Linked DNA regions of Mus musculus: all the other regions are linked to region 2. Evidence: chromatin contacts called from public Hi-C and promoter capture Hi-C data. All regions are on one chromosome and are shown on one strand. Each heading gives the region's core, a stretch centred on a gene start, on an enhancer-like site or on the middle of the called end of the contact. The rest is flanking DNA. Distances are from core to core; before and after follow the strand shown. Region 1 holds the start of Tinf2 (Terf1 (TRF1)-interacting nuclear factor 2). Region 2 holds the start of Pck2 (phosphoenolpyruvate carboxykinase 2 (mitochondrial)). Region 3 has its middle 100 kb from the start of Gm52145.

Evidence for each region. Hi-C and Micro-C count contacts between places; a contact is called where the count stands out from the background. Capture Hi-C pulls out chosen DNA fragments and counts their contacts.
Region 1: a promoter capture Hi-C map of liver shows a contact between it and region 2. The contact joins the promoter of Tinf2 here to the promoter of Pck2 in region 2. A contact is called at or near these places in 5 of 39 promoter capture datasets (the C10 cell line, erythroid cells, fetal liver and 1 more), 6 of 115 datasets of contacts at active chromatin or transcription factors (the 230-238 cell line, the SCID.adh cell line, embryonic stem cells and 1 more) and 3 of 9 other capture datasets (adipose tissue, liver and pancreatic islet).
Region 3: a contact with region 2 is called in a Hi-C map of cerebellum, with 2.4 times the contacts expected there. The contact joins the enhancer-like site here to the promoter of Pck2 in region 2. A contact is called at or near these places in 3 of 39 promoter capture datasets (frontonasal cranial neural crest, hippocampal neurons and stem cell-derived epiblast-like cells) and 1 of 484 Hi-C or Micro-C datasets (cerebellum).

What each region holds. Positions count from the first base shown.
Region 1 is chr14:55,680,497-55,683,196 of GRCm38.p6, forward strand. Tinf2 (Terf1 (TRF1)-interacting nuclear factor 2) reads right to left here and starts at 1,321. Exons shown (of 9, transcript NM_145705.3): 1 at 894-1,321; 2 at 729-815; 3 at 504-593; 4 at 299-406; 5 at 115-211. The coding sequence starts at 1,085. It also overlaps a transcript of Gmpr2 not described here.
Region 2 is chr14:55,538,861-55,541,560 of GRCm38.p6, forward strand. Pck2 (phosphoenolpyruvate carboxykinase 2 (mitochondrial)) reads left to right here and starts at 1,406. Exons shown (of 10, transcript NM_028994.3): 1 at 1,406-1,653. The coding sequence starts at 1,625.
Region 3 is chr14:55,336,890-55,339,589 of GRCm38.p6, forward strand. No RefSeq gene overlaps it. Among named protein-coding and RNA genes, the nearest start is that of Gm52145, 100 kb to the right of the region's middle. Within about 2 kb of position 1,437, at least 52 of the 459 cell types and tissues checked have an H3K27ac peak or open chromatin away from gene starts, as enhancers often do. A contact at or near this core is called in cerebellum, where this site is marked.

The DNA of each region.
Region 1 (2,700 bases), core at 71-2,570, 140 kb after region 2:
GTTAAAACTCAGGTTTGTGTTACAGGCCCATATAACTTCCATTCGGCTGACTCAGGTTTGGTAGAGCTAAACACTAACCTCCAAATTGCTAGTTATCTCCGCTGATCCTCTTACCTGGAAATGTCCACCCCATGTCCATACCATACTGGTGCAAAGCAACCGAAGAAGTGATGAACGAGCCCGGCTGACTCCAACTTAGAGCATCCTGAAGCTGTGGGCAAGGCGACAGATAGGAAGATCATAGTTCTCGGGGAAGCCACCCAGCCTTCCGCCCTTAAAGTGTTTCTTTCTCAACAACCTCTTGTGCTCTGACTGGAGGCAGTGCTTTCTCTAGCTGACACAAGTATTCAAACAACAGCTTTTCCATGGCAACTAGAAAGGATTCCCCATAGTCTTGTTCTAGTTCCTGTATGTGGGAAAGTGAAGCAGGTCAGATGAATTTTAGAAAACAAAACAAAACAAAACAGGAATCCCATAACATCCTCCAAACCAACCATTCTCACCTGCAGGCTCGAAGGCGGGTCCTCTGACAGGTGCTTCACAAGCAAGCAAAAATTTTCCCGTGCCTCCAAAAGCTTCCTGTCTTCTTTTGTCTGTTGAGGATATTGAAGACAGGAAAATTTGGGTGAGGAGGTGTCGCTAGGACCCAGGGGCAACTTGGTTGCATCAGGCCTGAGTTTGGTCTGCCCAAGATAGCACTCACAGCTTCGGGGTCCAGTGGTACTTACTGTTCTGGACTCTGCTGGGAAGTGATGCTTCAGGGCATTCAGGACCTGGTCCCAGGGTCGCGCCTGCAGGATCAGCTCCACCACCACCTGCACGGTACAGGGCTCAGAACACCTACCCTTTTCCAGCCGATCTTAGTCCCAACCAGACGTCCTTCTCTCTAGTACCTTGGCCTTTAGGCTCATACACAGGCGTTCATGGTGCCGGTAGCAAACCAAGCCGGGGGCAGCAGCGCGCAAGGACTGCAGAAACTCCACCACTTTCGGGAAGTGCTCTACGCGGCGACGGCGGACTACCAGCCAGCTGGCGGCGGCAGCAAACCGCAGAGACGCGGGACCTACCCCTGGAGGTGGGGCCATGGCCCGCGGGCGCCCTTTCCTCCTTTCGTTCAACCCAGGCTTCCCGGACGCTCCCGTAGGCGGAGCCCCGCTTCTCTCATCTGCACCGGAAGGTCGGCGGACCAGCTGGGCCCATTTCGCGGAGCCACGGGAACCCCGCAGTCTCCTCTCAGGCGGTGACTTAAGTGTATCAACCTGTCCAGATCACTAAACTTAAAATGCCGCCACTGAGGGAAACGCAGGAGTACGTCACTTCCGCCTGGGCGCGCGGCTTCCCTCCCCGGAAGAGGCCGCGGAGGGAGCTGTGACGTCACGAGGTCCCCTGCACTGTGAAAGTGACGTACGACCTAGCGTCACTCTCCATCACCCCTGCAAGCTGTAAACCTAGGTGTCTGAATCAGCGTCTGCCAAGCCCTTCCCGGGCCGCCAGCCGCTCCCAGGAAAAATTCTGCCATTCCTCTCGCGAAACAGAAGAGGGCGCTCGCTCGTTTCAAAAAACCAAACACAGGCCTGAGTGGTAACTCCGCCCTCCTGTCCTGACTCGCCGGTGCCTAAACGAATATAGTTTGAAATATCCTAGGGCTAGTCAGGGTTCTCCTGGACAGTAGGATGACAGCCGTTTTATGCTTTTCTGTGCCACATCTTTGCTGTTTCGTGTAGTTTATAATATTTAAGGGCTTCCTTTTCCAAGTTTCTTTTGAGCACTAACTTGATGGAGTCCTTTAGTGGGTTGACTCTTCTTGCTCTCCCCAAGGACAGAACCGGGCACACTGTGTACAGCTTTACTTTGTTGCTTAAATTAATTATCTGCCTTGCCCACCTTGCAGGAATTTTATGAAACCTGCCCATTATTTGAATGGTTTCCTCCATTCCCAGACTCATGGCTCACACTTTGCCTTGGTTCTCCAGATCAGTATTCAGAGCCTTTCCAGACCCAGTACCAAAGTACTACACTGGATGTTAATGTTGAAGTGGGTTTTCTTCATATTTTTTTCTGTCATTTCTGACCTTACCACTTTCATTTTTTCTTTAAAGATTTATTTATTTTATGTATGAGTACACATTACTCTCTTCAGACACACCAGAAGAGGGCATTGGATCCCCACTACAGATGGTTGTGAGCTACCATGTGGTTGCTGGAAATTGAACTCAGGACCTCTGGAAGAGCAGTCGGTGCTCTTAACCGCTGAGCCATCTCTCCAGCCCCACTTTCATTTTTTCTAAAGAATTTTCCCACAGAGTGTGCTGGTGCACACCTCTAAATCCCGGCGTGAGATGGGGTTTTTTTTTTTCCCCCTTGTTTTCAGTACTGTAAATACTTTACTCCCTTGTTGCTTGCATGGTTCTGGGTAGAAGTCCAATCTAGTTACACATTGTTTTTAAAGCTGAGAAATTAATTTCCTTTTTAAAGCTATCATGTATTAATTTAACTCTTTTGATACTTTATTTTTATTTAATGTGGACCAGTGTTTTGTCTGAATGTATGTCTGTGAACCATGTGTGTGGAGTGCCCATGGAGGGCAGGTGAAGATTTAAGTCTCCTGGGATGGAGGTTACAGAGGGGGGGGGGGCATGCACAGGTAAAGACAGAACAAGTAAGAACATGAGAAAGAGCCAGAAGATTAGAAAAGATTGC
Region 2 (2,700 bases), core at 156-2,655:
CCAGCCTGGTCTACAAAGTGAGTTCTAGGACAGCCAGGGCTACACAGAGAAACCCTGTCTCAGAAAAAGAAGGAGGAGGAGGAGGAGGAGGAGGAGGAGGAGGAGGAGGAGATGATGATGAGGCAGGCATTGAAGCATCCTGGGCTGATATAGGGACCAGTTGCCTCTTGAGACTTTAACAGCAACATCCATTCTACCTTTGATAGTGGTACTAGCATTGCTCTCAATAACCACTTTATCAAGCTCATATCCAGGTATGACAGATAATTTGGCTACAGCAACAGAGCAGTGGACCATTTAGGTCCACACAGTCCTCTAAGGTCCACATGGCCTCCAAAGAATAAGAAACTCTGGACCACCTACCCCAGCAAGAGTAGGAGAGGAAGAGAGCCCTTGGCTGTTTAGGGAGACCCTGCCATAACTCAGGCTCCACAGCACTGAGCATCTCTGCTCACAGTTTCCATCCTAACCCCCAAAAGAAGAAGGGGTTTTTAAAGAAGCCCTCAGACAGTCTTAATAAAGACCACTGGGGTGGTTAGGGGACATCTATTGATCTTTGTCTCACTGCTCTGCCTCTGCCTCAGGCAGGTTGGTGCTTTGCATTATCAAGCTGACACCCAACAGAACCCAACTTAGACTCTACAGACTCAGCAATCCAGCAAAAAAAGGAGCTCATGTCCAAAGGTTAGAAAAGGTCTCAGACAGGGATCCCATGCCCCCGTCTCTGAACATCCTGATTGCTGTGGCCAGGGTGTGGGCCACACAAACTGGCCCTAAGAGAAGCAAGGTCAGACCCACATGATCTGATGGTTCTCCAAAGAAAGTCACAGTGCTGCAACCAGAAAGAGGATTCTGAGCATCATGGATGCGTTGAGTTTGGGTTGGTACAGCATTTGAATACCCAATGGTCTCAAGTTGGAATGAAATGTTGAGAAATTACACAAGGACTCTCTTTGGGATTAGGTGGGGGAGGGCATTAGAGGACCAAGGATATGTCTGTAAGCCTGAAACACCCCACCAATTCCATGGTGCTAGAGGAAACTCCCTTGATAAGAAGCTGGGCACGGACAATAGTTTGGTTTTGTTATTATTTGAGGACTAAGGAGAGCTTAGTTAGCATCTGGGACCCTGGAAAAGAAAAGCCTGAGGCTAGGAGTGCTCTGGAAAAGCAAACCTAGACCTTGAGGGTTTAGGCATCTTGTTATCCTGGGCTCCCCAGCCCTGGTCTCATCCCTCACTCTTAACTTGTTTTGCATTCGACATCTCTTGGTTGCTTTCTCTAAGGAGCAACAGCCTTCAAAGTTACATCAGTATCTTACAGCGTGGCTGGCCGAGTGGGCGGATCCCAAATTGAACTCCGGCCTCCAATGGCTTGAGGATGTGATGACTGTGGGGCGGAGGCTTCACCCAGCCCGGGGCCTTGAGCCCGGGCTAGTGAGCCGGCCTACAGAAGGGCGAGAGAACCAGCTAGGTTCCGCCCCGGGGACTGCCCGCCTCCTTTTTAAGCGCCTCCCGCCCAACCTCAACTCCCTCTGGCTTTGCTATGCTCCTTCCTTCCCCGCCTTCCTTGTCTCCCCGACTGCGCTCGTTCCTGTGGCCATCCCGCAGCGCCAGTCCAGGTGCCATGGCTGCTATGTACCTCCCCGGCCTGCGGTGAGTGACCCATAGCCCGGGGCCCACTCCGCGCTCCACCTTCCGGGCTTCCTCCGCTTGTTTCCCATCCTAGGAAGAGACTGGCAGGGTGGCTATTAATCAGTGTGGGTCTCACGGTGGTGCATCCCCCCCCCCCTCCGCATTCCCATCCCCAGCCATGCCAGGTTTCCTAGCCAGCCTCTGTGCTCTTCTGTCCCTCCCTGCGGCTTGTGTGCTGTTCTAGCTGCCACTCGCAACCTCCTCCCCCTTCTCCTTTGCCTTCCTGAGCCCTATCTCTGCAAATGCTCTACTTAGCAGATGTAATTCTTTCAGACCAAGGGCTCCTAGTCCAGCTTTCAGTGTGTGAGTAACCATTAAGGCCTTGAGGCCATAGGGTTTGAGGCCCCGGGGACCCGAGCTCAAAGCTCCCTAAAGACGGTAGAAGGTAAACATCACTTGCAGCCTCCCTGAGAACAGAACGGAACCTGGCACGAAGCCCAGTGAAGCCTCTGGGGACTAGGGGGGGAGGGAGACAGGGAGGGAGAGAAGGAAGGAAGCAAGCAAGATGGGAGGAGGGCAGACTGCCTTTTTAACTTGGCCGGCTTCCCCCAGTAGGTCCTGGACCCCAGGCTTGTCCTGGCTGGCTCCCCCTGCCCCACCCCCCATACAACCGGGCCTCTTCTCCGTATACCCCTCTCTCCATGGTCTAGGATGTAAAAGAGTCTAAACTGACTCCTTATCTCTTCTTCGCAGTTTACTTGGTTAATCCATGTGAGAGTGGTCTATGAAGGATAGAGAGAAGGTCCCTCTCAGGGGCGTGCAGGAGAATTGGGGTGGGGCTGGGAGAAGCTGTGCTTCCCATAAGACAACTGGAGCCAATACCTGGGGATCAAAGCTTTCAGGATCATGCATTTAAAATTAATTTCTCAGGGAAACTGTCATGTGCAGAAAAACACACAAAGAGACCTACCTTGCTGTGCCCCCACCCCCTGGGGCCACACAAAGTATGCTGCCTTTTTTGTCTTCTGGAAAACACCCCACCCAGGCCCAAACTCCCACATCCAAGAG
Region 3 (2,700 bases), core at 187-2,686, 200 kb before region 2:
CCACCATCAAAAGAAATCTCTAGACGGAGCTTCTTTGAGTTTTCAACTCCGGGGAAAGAGAAGCTGGCTCATTTCCAAGGAGGGATGTGTGGGCTTTGACCTCTGCTCAGCAGAGGCACAGAGAGTGGGATGGTGTCTTCCCTGAAGACCCAGAGGAAACGGGAGCCGAAAGGGACCCGCCAGCCCCAGCTTCACTCTGTGTAACCTTTGAACACCTGTCAGCCAACATCCTTTATGTCAAAGATATCCTATAAGATACTAAAAATTGCAATCAGATCAAAATACTTGTGTGTTTATTGGAAAGAATGTGTTAACGACTTCCAAGAACTGATTTGGCTTTCAGTTCTAAAGTTGGTAAGCCTAAAACAAACACAGCAACCTAAACAGGAACAAAATGAGAGGGGGAGAACAGGTTATCAAATTAAAAGTATCGGAAGCTAGGACTGGAGAGATGGCTCAGTGGTGAAGAGCACTCGTCCTGGCAGGAGACCTGGTTCAGTTCCTAGCATCCACGTGGCAGATCACAGCCATCCATAACTCCAGTTCCAAAGGACCCCCCCCAAAAAAATATTTTTTTTTTTTTTGGTTTTTCGAGACAGGGTTTTTCTGTGTATCCCTGGCTGTCCTGGAACTCACTCTGTAGACCAGGCTGGCCTCAAACTCAGAAATCTGCCTGCCTCTGCCTCCGGAGTGCTGGGATTAAAGGCATGTGCCACCATGACCCAGCAAGGAGCAGCATTAGCTGTCTTTTAAAGGGTTACCCCGAATCACAGTTTAATAACTATAAATATTTTAAGACATTAATCAGATGTATTTGTCCTGAGATAGTATTCCACTAAGAACGCTGGTCTAGCCTCTAACCTGTAATTCTTCCACCTTCACTTCCTGAGAGCTGGTACTAAACAGAAAAAGACATTTCTTGAGAGCTTTCTCCAAATATATTAAAAAATAACAATAACATGGAAAGAAAGGCAGTCTTCTGCCTCCATCCTTCACAGCCACTGCAATAGCTTCAGCTCAAATAGAAAAAAAGATAGGACCGTGTTTGCATTTCAAACTGTCACAAGTGGACAGTGAGCCTAATCTCTTGATGGTGCTAATCCTGGGATTGGCCTGCACACCGGTAGCATGTACTCAGATGGAGCAGCGACACCGGTTTCCTTTGGGGGCAGTGGTGACCTTCCTATCTTAAAAGTTGTGCCCGCCCTCACCTCTCACCCTAGGTGTTAACCTTGGCATCTTCCTTCAGTCATCATGATACAGTGCCTGACAGAGACCACAGAGGAAGGTGACTCGGCAGTTCGCGGTGAGGACTTCCCATATGGCTAGGAGAGCAGAGAGCTGAGAGAACAGGCAGAATCAGGGACTGGCATCATCTTCCAAGGCCACCCTTCATGACTCGTTTCCACCAGCCAGGCACTAAAGCCTTCAGACAGCACCACACACTGGGTCTGCGAGCTGAAGGCAGTCTGTAGGAGCCACTCTCCATGCAAACCAGAACACTTCTAAGACCTGATTCAAGACTGCTACACAACCTTAGAATTGTAACTGATGATTTGTGCCTGGCAAGGGAGCCAGCTGACCAGTGAACACTATCATTCATAATAAATGAAGAATTGAACACTGTGGTCTCATTGTTTTTAATGTTGGTATTTTCGTGAATCTATAATCAGCTATTTTTTAAAAAATATTTTGATGTAAGCCTCTAGTTCCTTATATGCGACAGAAACTTGAGAAGGAAGGCCTTTTGTTTTCGTTTGGCAGTGCCACTCGACATGAACAGATGCAGGCTATTTATAGTCTCCGTCCTTCTCCACAGAAAAACTCATTTGTTTAGTTGCAGAGTCTCTGTGTTTGATTACAAGATATCCTGCATTGTATCTGTTGAGATATGACGTTTGTCCTTTTATCTGCAGCCGTTAAGATAATGTCTTTGTCATTTATTATGTTTTATAGTGAATTAAACTGATTGATTTCTTCATGTGAACTGAATTTGCTTGTAGCTCACATTTTAATACATTGCTCAGTTTAGTTTTGTGGCTTTTAAAAAGGGGTTTTGTATCTACATTCATGAACATTAGCCTAAAATTTATGTTTATCATGTCCTTGTCAGCTTTTGAAATAAAATTATGTGAATCTCATGAAATAGGTCCAAAGTATTTCCGGCTTAATCCCTGAGCTGTCTGAGTAAGATCGGGGATTAGCTGGCCCTTCCCTCACAAATGCTCTGTAAGAATCATAGGCCTGGTGTTTTCACTGTCAGATAGCATTTGTTAAAAAGAAAGAAAGAAAAGCCATGTTGGCTGGAGCTGTATAGTCCATGGTACAGCTTGTGCACAGCACACAGGAGCCCCGTTTCATTGCCAGTTCACAAAACAAAGTATAGGACTCTTGGTCTTTATAGAAACTTCATCCTAACACGTAAATGTATTGGCATAAATGAATGAAACCGTTCTTTGGTGATCCCTCCCTTATCCACAGCATCCATCAGTCGCTGGCTTCCTTGCCTTCCCGTGCTGGTTTTTCCTCTCTTCTCTTTTGTCTTTATCGGTTCTGACAGGCAGTCACCAGTCTCAAGCAGTGACTTTTCAGAGAGCCAGAGTCTGGCTTGTTGTTTGTCCTTGGGCTTGCTTCTTGTTTGACATACCTTTATTTACTCTTTTGTCTATTTTCCTCGAATTCCTGTCTCTGTCCTGTTTC